2 separate regions of the Sus scrofa genome follow, and region 1 is linked to region 2. Evidence: chromatin contacts called from public HiChIP or PLAC-seq data. All regions are on one chromosome and are shown on one strand. The core of a region is the stretch at or near the end of the contact, and the rest is flanking DNA. Distances in the headings are between cores, read along the strand shown. Region 1 holds the start of TXN (thioredoxin). Region 2 holds the start of C1H9orf152.

Region 1 (5,074 bases), core at 1,539-4,038, 59 kb before region 2:
AAAACCCTAGATTTTCCTTACTCCTGGTTGAAATAAATGGTTCAAGCAAGGCTGATGCCCTCCCCCACCCCCAGATCAAGTCAGTGAAGGTCAGCCTCCAGGGCACTGACTGTAACCAGGGAGAGGAGTGCTCTTCCTTGGGGATAAAATGATAGGGACCTAAGCCTAGAGGGGCTAGTCAAAGTAGGTGGAGAGTCCACTGAGAATGAACGGATAGTTCTGGAGCTCCTGTGACATCTTAGGCTCCTAGAGTTCCTAGTTGTTTGAGTTGCTAATTCTTTTTGGTTAATTCAGTCTGAGCTGGAATTTCTCTTTGCCACTGAGAGGTCTAATAATACACAGAGCCAAACTCTCAAATGAAAGCCTTTCTATCAACCCTCTCTCAGCTCTTCTCACCCTCTCCTTTCTGCACAAAGGGATCCTCCCTCACTGGGCTGTCCCAAGAATTCCCCTTTACCTCACTTTCCCCAGAAAATGTACCTCCTTGCCACAACTGAAATCCTACAGAGTCGAGTTTCCCAAGTCCCTGTAGACCATCCTCTTTGGGTAGGGCCAAGTCTAGCCCACTTTTTTTTTTTTTTTTTTCACTCTTTGAGGGGGGAAAAAAATCCTCTTCCTTGAGATTCATGTTATTAGGGCTCCCTGTTTATTATGAATTTCCTGACAACTTAATTCACTTAGGCTTGACACCTGTTTTACAGTCTCCCCGTCCACCTCTGCCATCATTCCACAAGGGTGTCACCATTCCATTAATAGTCTGTAATTCATAGTTTATATATCACTTACTGTGTACCAGGCATGATTCTAAGCACTTTGCATATATTTTAGTTCACTTGACCCTTCTAATAGCATGGGGCATTATTATTCCCATTTTATACATGAGGAAATTGAGGCCCAGGAAGTCTATTTAGACTTGAGTTACCCAGCCACTAAGTGGTAGAGTGGGGATGAGGACAGAGAATCTAATTGCAGTGTCTGGACTCTTAATACAAATGGTAGCTTCCCAATTCCCTGTTCCCTATAATCAGAGCATCCCTCATAACCCGCCTCTATATTGGTCCTGGACATTTGGAAGATGCTTGAAGAGATGGCAGCTGAGCGTGGTTTGGATGGCCAATGGAGGTCTGTACCTCTCCTTTCTACAGCTCAATTATTTATCATCTCCCATGTAAAGGTACCAGTAGGCCTAGAAGCTGGGATGTAAGTTGGGCTGAAAACACAGCAGTAGAAAAGCAGATCATAGACTGGGCTCCTGATAACCCATAATGCCTCTTCTCTGTCCTGCTAGTCCTTATTTTCTAAGGGAAGGTTGCTGCATTCAGGCCAACCCATCCTCCTTCTGCCTAGGACTGTCCTTAGAATGTATGCCTTGTCTATACCCTAACCCCTGGCCCTCAACTTTCTAGAAACTTCGTACAATAGGTCCAAAAGAGCAGAGGGAAGGATGCCTAAGACTGAGAGGGGGAAGCCAGGGAGCAGTTTCACCATGGCCGCCAATCACACCTAAATGTAGCTGCAGCCAGAGTGCCCCCACCTGAAAAGTCAGGCTCCACCCTCCTTTTCCCAACATAATCCCACTCCTTTCCAGCCTTCTGGCTGTCATTCCCCTCTCCAGCTCAACAGCTTGCCCACTTCCGGCTGCTGCCCTCCTGGCTTCACCATGCCTGCTTACATACCTTCCACAATCCTCAGTCCTGCCAAAGCCAATCTGTATCAGCACAAATAGCCCATTTTTCTGTTCCAGGCTCTACAGCTGGTAGTAAAAACACACAAGTGTGTGTACCGGTGCCACAATAAAGTCTCCAAGCATGATCCCCACCCCCAACCCCACGACACCAAGCAAGACTAATTAGTACTCACAACAGCTTTAATTATAACTTTTTTTGAGTTTTTACCAGGTGCCAAACACTCCCCCTAACCACTCTACCAGCACTTTATTTAATCCTCAAAACACTACCGCCAGGAGTTAGGAACCATTGTGATTCTCATTTGACAGAAAGGAAAACTGAGGCACCGGAAGGTGGCCTGCTCAGGGTCACAACTGCGTCCCTCTGACCGCACTTACAACCCGCAGGAGCCCAACCAGTCCCCGCCAGTCACTACAGCACTAAACTGCTGTGTCACGCCGAAGCAGCAGGTTCACCAGTGAAAATGAAAGGACTGAAAGGAGGGAAGGAGGGACGACAACCATCGCGGAAAAGTAGGGAAAACGAGGCGGGGGCGCACACGCAGAGAGACTTCCTGGTTATCGTTACTCAGCACTTGTGGGGTTCTCGGAACTGGGGGTGTGACGGTCTGGCGACCCTTTTGAGGAATCCTGAACTGGCCTGGGAGCGTCGGATGATGACCACGCTGGCCCCTACGCAGGTAACCCTGTGATTCTGGAGGTAGCCGTCCGCCTCCTCTCACTGTAGGGTCCCTTGAGGTCGCTCCACGGCCCCCGCGGATCTCCACTTCCAACGCAGGTACAGGTGGGCGGTGCTGAGGGGCGCGGAGGACTCCCTGGAACTCCGCCCAACGCCCGCGCCCCTCCCCGGCTCCGCCCCCGACCGCAGTCCCGCCCCCTCTCCGAGGGCTCCGGGAGGCGGAGCCTACCCCGGCGCCTTGGCGGGAGCAGGATGCCCAAGCGAGCGCGCCCCCGCCACACGCACGCCGCGCGCGCCCGCCCGCCCCGCCCCCACTCCCCCGTTGCTATAAAGGGAAAGCGGGCTGCGCGCTCTCTCTGCTCCGTCCACCGCTTTGGATCCGCTTCCATCTCTTTTACCGTAAGGTCGTTCGTCAGACCCCAGCAGCCAAAATGGTGAAGCAGATTGAGAGCAAGGTATGAGCTCCCGGGGCAGGCCAAGGCGTGACGCCAAGCCCCCGCAGCTGGGGGAGGTGGTGGGCTGGTGGTGGGCAGGCCGGCCCTCCGCATCCCTGGGGGTAGGGGACGCTGCTTCTCGGCCTGGAGCTGCTGGAAGCCCGGGCCTGGGCGCCCCTGAGGCGGTGGAGCACGCCCCAGAGGAAGGGAGGAGTGGGGCAGGGAGCCCTGGAGGGCGGAGCCCGCGTGACCAGTGCGCCCCGGGGCTACAGGCGCGTGGGGAGCGCCCAGGAATCCCCCCACTGCGCCTCCGCCACCTCCCTGCCAGGACATTCTAGTTGGGTGAAGAGGGGAGGGAGTCTGCCCTTGGCCCCCATTTTTACCCGGACACGGGCCGGTTAGGAGATGGAGGGCTCCTTGGAGAAAGCCCGGGCTTGCCCGCCGCCACTCCCTCCCGGGAGAGCGGTGTGATCCACCCGCGCTGGGTGGCGTGCCCTCCCTGGGGAGTGGATCTAGGCCGGAGACCCTCGGCCTTCCCCATCACTGCCTGACTGCAGAGATGATGCGTTCTGCATCCGTGCAGAGGGTGCCGCTCCCAGCAGGAGGCCCCTCCCCACCCCCTTCGCGTGTTACGAGTCAGGCCCTAGGGGCCCAGGTAGCCGCTAGGAAGTGAAGTCCAGGTCGCTCCCTCAGGACTCCTCCTCCTGCGGTTCCGGGCGTGTTTCCGGCAGCGCAGGCTTTGGAATGACTCAGTCCCCAAGGCCGGGCCCAGGGGCCTCCACTGCCCTACCCATCTGTGATTCACCCACGATCGGTGGGTTTCGCTGGAGCCAGGAGTCCCCTGGGAGCGGCCGCGCCCGGCTCTGTGCTCCTGGCATGGTTCTGTCCTTTTAGGACTGCCCAAGACAAAAAGTGTTCCATTTCGAGAGTTACTGCAAACTTAATGCCCTCCTGCTGGGAAAACTCAGCCTAACACCGGGTCTGGTGTACTGTAGCCCCTCAAGAAATGGATGTTAAATGCAGAGTCAGAGAAGTGAGTGTGAGAAAATTGGTGTTGCGCCAACTGTGGCACAAGACCGTTTCCCCTGGATACCCCCTATCTGGGTAAAGCAGAGGAAAGGCCCCGCCTGGAGTGCTTCGACCTGTTAGATGCTGGAGTTGACTTGGAAGTTTCTCTGTTAATAATTCCTTATCTTTTTGTGCCTTTTACAACCAGAAAACGTGAAAATATTGTAGAAATGTGGGAAGCGAGAGATCTATTTCCTAGAAGCAGCCACAAAATAATTGCAATTATTTTTATTTCTGAGATGTGTATTTGTGGTCTAATTTAGCCTGAACACTTTCCATGTAATTAGAAGCTTTTTGTAATCATTTCAGTAACTGAACACATTGTTGGGCATTTAGGCAGTTTTCCATGTTTCTGTGAATGTTTTTGTTTATAACTCTGGGTAATGGAATTCAGGCTGTTTCCTCAGTTTAGGGTCTTGAGTGCAGTGGTTGGGTCAAGTGATGTGAACCTTTTAAGGTTTATTCACACCCTTCTCATTGGTTGAAAAGGGAGATAATTGAGGTATTTGGGGGGGTTGTTTTTGTTTTTTAAACCACATACTTTTATTCAGTATCTACTGAGTAACAAGTAACAATCTATGGGTGTGTTGGAAGTAGTCTTTTGCAGAGTCTGGCCACCTCATCATTAGAACCTGAGAACCCACTAAAGGAATGAGATCTTTGGTCTGTATTAGTTGTCTCAGAATCCATACACTACACCCAGAAAATTGATAGGTTCCTGGCACACACTTTCACTATTTGAGTTGTCATAGTTATGGCCCCCTCCTCCTCTGATCAATGACAAGAGGTACAGGGTGACAGGAAATTCATTACTCAGAGAGCCAAAGGAATCAGTTGATTTTCAGACCCGCAATCCAGAATCAATCAAAAGTTAAGCTAATTTGAATGTTTCTTGTAAATGTTGAGTGCCTGTTAAAGTTGCATCCTGGTGGACAAAGTTGGTGCCATTGGCCATCCATCCAAGACAGCTCTTTTTGGGGTTTGGGTAATTTTGAGCCCCTGGGATTTGTTTCGGATACAGGTGGGATAATGGACTGTAAATGTGAGAAACAATCAACAGTTTTAAGAATGGCTGCTGCCATTTATGCAGCTCCTAACTTCTACACCCAGGCACTTTGCTAAATGCTTTACAAACCACTCTCATGCTTGTTGATTACCTTTGGAATAGGTGTGTTTGGGAAAAGAGATGCTAAACTCTGCTGTTAT
Region 2 (5,208 bases), core at 125-2,624:
GTGATGCTTCTACAAGTCAGGGAATGCCAAAGGTTGCCAGCGAGCCACCAGAAGCAAAATGAGAGGCATAGAACAGATACCTTTTCAAATCCCCAGAAGGAACTTAACCTTGCTGACATCTTGATCTTGGACTTGTGGCCTCCAGAATTATAAGACAATGAACTTCTATTGTTTAAGCCAAGCAATCTGTGGTACTTTGTTACAGCAGCACATACCACCGGACGAAGCATACAGCATACATGTGTACGGCATATACCAGCCAACAAAGATTCACCCTCCATCTCTCAAACCACCTCTAACAGCTCAATCCCATCCAGTTACTCTTCAAAATGTCTCTTAAATTCAGCTGCTACTGTTTCCACTGCCTTTGTAGGTATATTGGGTAACTGAGTAATTATGTTAACAGGAGACAGAAAGGAATTTACTTGGCCAGATGGAGCCAGGATAGGTTGAAGCTGGTGTAAGGGAGAAAGGGTTTAGGATTCAAATCTAAGAGGATGTAGAGACGGTGGGGCTGGCAAACCAAGCGGAACAGGAGGGTGCACCTAGCTGTGGGTAAGATAAACACCAATTTGGAAATGTCGAGACTGCAGAGGCTACATCAAATGTCAAAGAGGTGGGGCTGGCTAGAGGCCACGGCTTCCCTGGGTCTGCCCACCCCGCCCCCACCCGGTGACTTTAGGGCTGGGCTTTCTCTTGGATTGCCCCTTAGGGGGTGAGTAGAGGTCTCAGGGGGCACCTTTGCCACTGGGACTCCCTCTGCCCTGGTAGATGTTGGCACACATCCCCAAGACACCAGCTCCTTTTCCAACTGCCAACCAGACAGACAGGTTTACTGACAGGCATCCAGGGTCCAGTCCAAAAGGCATGAGCCAAGCGGGCCCTTGGCATCTCCCCGCACTGGCTCCAGCTTTGCAGGGAAACAGGAGGCTTCACCGTAGCTCTCGGGTTGGATTCTACAGGGTCGGATTCTACACTTGGGATCAAGCAGTGAAGGACTCAGAATAGGACACTCCTTGGATTCCAAAAGGACTTCGAGCTTTTTGTCTTTCTATCCCCAGCTCCTCCCCTCAGCCCGGCCCGTCAAAAGTTCTCACTTTTATTCACTCCCTGCCCCTCCCTCCTCCTGCCCTCCCTTTTCTCCCACCCACTTCATCGGCCACCACTCTTACCTTCTCCCCCCATTCTTCATTCCCTCTTCGCATCCCCTTCCTTCTCTCCGCTCCAGTTTCCCTCCTAGCCACCCTTCCCCTCCGAGTTTTGATTTTTCCTTCTCTTTACCGTCCCTCTCCCCCTCCCTACCTCGTCCTCCTCCCCTCCTTCCTCACTTCCCCTTCCCCCTCCTCCCCCAGCCCCGCCCATCAGTGTTTGCTTTTCTCCCGGATCCGGATGAAGGGGTTGCCCTGCCCGTGCCCAGCCCTGCCCCACTTCTGGCAGCTGGGGTCTCACTTCATGGCCGAGGGCTCCGGGACCCAGGCCCCCGGCAAAGGGCCCCTGCTCAGTGTCCAGCTCCTGCGAGCCCAGTATGAAGGCCTGAGACGGCAGCAGAAGGCTCAGGCCCACGTGGTGGTGCTCCAGAAAGGTAGGGCTGGGTGGGTGCTGGGGAGGGAAAGAAGGGGAGGAGGGCCTGGCTGTGGGTGGAATGGATGGCTGAGCTGTGGGCAGTGCCAAGGCTCTGCTGACCCTCCTGGTGGGGAAGAGCTGGGAGGCAGGCCCTCCAGAGGCAGAGCCAGAGCAGGGAGGCTGGTTCAGGGCAGCCCTGCTGGGCTCAGGCCCCCTGCCAACTGTGCCAGGGGCCCCCAGGCAGACAGCTGGCAGGCAGCACGCTCTTCCTGGCCTCTGCTCTTAGACTCTAATCTTGCTGAACTGGTCTGCCTGGTGAGCTGGGCTTGGCCACTCTGCAAGGCCAGGTGGGGGGGTGGGAGCTGTGCTTCCTGGCTGGGTCTCACCAAGGAACTGTCAGGAAAGCAGAGAAACTATCCCTGGAGAGTGAAGACAACAGCCCCAGCACAGGCACCAGCCAGAGGAAACACAGGCTCAGGGACCCCAGAGGCACCCAGGATGCCCTCACACCTCAAAGAACAGCCAGGGAGGTTCGATGACACCCAGAAGCCCTTCCCTTCCACCAGGGAAGAAGCCTCTTCCACTTGGCAATTCAGATTTATTCCAGGAAGAAGGTTGGAGCCCAGGGCTCAGCAAGCAATTGTCGCATCTCAGCCCTTCATCCTCCTCTAACCCAGAGAGACAAGAGAGATAGAAAGAACTCCCCCCTGAAGGTCAAGGCTCTACCCTGGGAATTTCTGTGCTTGTTTATACAGTTCAGGACTCATTGAAAAGCCCACCCTGCTCTTGGCCAGGCTGGGAGGGAATCAGGGGCCAGAGGACCACAATGACTAGGACAGGGAGTGTGCTGCCTTGGGCCAAAGACACTCATCTCTCATGCCTTGGGCTGTTTGCCAGCCATTGGGGTCTGTTTGAATTGAACAGACACAGTCAAGTAGTCCCCCATCTCTACAGGGCATAAGCTGCAAGATTCCTAAAGCCCTACCCCATCCTCAAGGGTGTTTATTCATTCTGTCACTCAGCAAGCATTTGTTAAATTAAACCCCTATCAAATGAAAGCAGATTTAACACACTTAGATTCAGACTCACAAACCCATGTGATGGGCATATCCCCAAGACATCTTAAACTCAGCACGCCCCATAGAATTCACCACCCCTGCCCCAGCCTTCCTCCTGGTTCATTCTTCTGCATCCTGTAACTCAGAACTGGCACCTCCATCACCATGTGATGAGTTCCAGCAGGTTAATGCATGGAGGGATGCTCAGGCTCTGCTTCCCCAGGGGAGACTTCTGACCCCCAAGGCTCAGTCGAGATCTTTTAGGGCATTTCTAGCAGTTTGCAAGTCCACCTTCTTGCTCTTACTGTGAGAAGCAGTGCGCTGTCTGATGGCGTGTACCTGTCCTTGGTCTCTGGAGAGAAGGTGAGCCTGAGTGCCAGCTCAGTCATTGACTTGCTCTGTGCAGCTTTGAACAAGTCATGTAAATTACCCCGTGACTCAGTTTCCTCATCTGTCAAGTAGAAATAACCGTAATACCCAAAGTATAGGATTGTATAGGAATTAAATAAATTAATATGTGTCAAGCTCCTCAGGGCTTTCTGTGCTGACTGGCTGAGGACTAGGTCACTATGTCACGGAGGTGGAGGGACATCTAAGCACTTGGACTGGGCGTGAGGAATAAGGTGGTTCTCCAGGGAGAATTCAGAGTAAGATTACAAAAACGTTGGGGGTGGGGGGCAAAAAAGCAATTCTGCCTATACTTTAGCAACAGAGTAGATGGTGGCACCATTCATTGAGCTAGGGGATATAGGAGAAAGAGATTTCTTATAGGGAGAGATGAATTTGTTTGTGAATATGCTGCACCTGAGATAGTTGGCTGTAAAACTTCAAACCAGGCTGGATCTCAGGGGAGAGATTTGGGCTGGAGACATAGATCTGGGGTCACTGACATATAGGTGGTAGCTGAAGCCACCAGCATGGGCAAAGTTGTGGAGGGTCAATTGTGTAATTGATAAGAGGCTGGGATGCCAGTTGGAGTCCTCGAATACTCAAATACTGAGGCACAAGAAGAGAAAGAGAAGTCAGGGAAGATGGACGTCAAAATGGTAACAGATGAATATTAGCCTAAAAAAGGAAGGGAATTCACACATGTTGAATCTTGAACATAGGTGAATCAATCTTGAGGACACTATACTAAGTGAAACAAGCCATTCACAAAAAGACAAATGCCGTAATCTACTTTTAGGAGGGACCTCGCGTAGTCAAATTCGTAGAGATACACAGTAGACTGGGGGTTTGGAATTGGCATATGCACACCGTGGTATATGGAATGACTGGCCAATGGGGACCTGCTGCACAGCACAGGGAACTCTACCCAATAGTCAGTGATAACCTATATGGGAAAAGAATCTGAAGAAAAAAAAAAAAAAAAGGATGTGTGTGTAAGTATAACTGAATCACTTTGTTGTACAGCAGAAATTACCACAACATTGTAAATCAACTCTACTTCAATACAACTTTTTAAAAAATGAAAGAAAAAAAAGAAGAAATGGTAGTTATTAGGGACAGGGGTCGGGGAGGTGGAAAGTTTATGGTTTAACGAGTATAGTGTCAGTCTGGGAAGATGAAAAAGTTCTGGAAATTAGTTGCCCAACAACGTGACTGTCGTAACGCTATTGAACTGGACGCCAAATGATGTATTGGTAAGTTTTATGCTGTGTGTCTTACAAAACAGTTCAGTTTTCTTTTCTTTTTTTTTTTTTTGGTCTTTTTGCCATTTCTTTGGGCCGCTCCCGCGGCATATGGAGGTTCCCAGGCTAGGGGTCGAATCGGAGCTGTAGCCACTGGCCTACGCCAGAGCCACAGCAACGCAGGATCCAAGCTGCGTCTGCAACCTACACCACAGCTCACGGCAACGCCGGATCGTTAACCCACTGAGCAAGGGCAGGGACTGAACCCGCAACCTCATGGTTCCTAGTCGGATTCGTTAACCACTGCGCCACGACGGGAACTCCCAGTTCCGTTTTCTTAAGTGGTGGGAGAAAACCAGGAGGTATTAATACCATGAAGCCAAGCAAGTAGATAGAATTTAGAAGACAGAGATCCTCTGTGTCTAGTATGGCAGAGAAACCCAGGAAGACAGAGTGGCTCCCACTAAAACTAGATTTCTGTGTCTCAGGACATTGAGTTGTATCTGGAAGGGCAGGTATCCTGGAAGCTGCTTAATGGAAGGAAGAGCTCTGGAACTAGCTTTCTTCATCTTGTCTTAGCATTATGGGACGGATCTAGGTTCTAGAAATGGAGTGGCAGGTGTTTTGGATTCCCAGTACTAGAGTTCAAGGGCTTCCTTCTGGCTTTATTCCTTCAACACCATCTCTCCACTCTCACCGTATACTCTGTCACTTACAGGGCCTCCTGCAGTGACAAAGGTCAGAATGCTCAAGGGAGCTTCACGGATATTTCAGAGGATTCTATAGGAAAGTGCCTTTCAGTCATTCTGCCAACCCTCGTTGCTATCAAGAGTTGATGAGAAATGATCACATTCCACAAAGTGGTAAAAACATGTCCCTGAGAAAGAAAGGAGGAGTTCCTGCTGTGGCTCTCAGCACATTAAGGACCCAATATAGTCTCTTCAAGGATTCAGGTT

Evidence for each region. HiChIP or PLAC-seq counts read pairs in DNA pulled down with a chosen protein or histone mark.
Region 1: an H3K27ac HiChIP or PLAC-seq map of alveolar macrophages shows a contact between it and region 2. The contact joins the promoter of TXN here to the promoter of C1H9orf152 in region 2. A contact is called at or near these places in 1 of 47 Hi-C or Micro-C datasets (blood) and 1 of 2 datasets of contacts at active chromatin or transcription factors (alveolar macrophages).

What each region holds. Positions count from the first base shown.
Region 1 is chr1:251,275,063-251,280,136 of Sscrofa11.1, reverse strand. TXN (thioredoxin) reads left to right here and starts at 2,788. Exons shown (of 5, transcript NM_214313.2): 1 at 2,788-2,821. The coding sequence starts at 2,798.
Region 2 is chr1:251,214,301-251,219,508 of Sscrofa11.1, reverse strand. It overlaps C1H9orf152, which reads left to right and starts at 1,374. Exons shown (of 2, transcript XM_003122069.4): 1 at 1,374-1,582. The coding sequence starts at 1,390. The region is part of intron 1 of LOC110256047 (a long non-coding RNA gene); the gene reads right to left.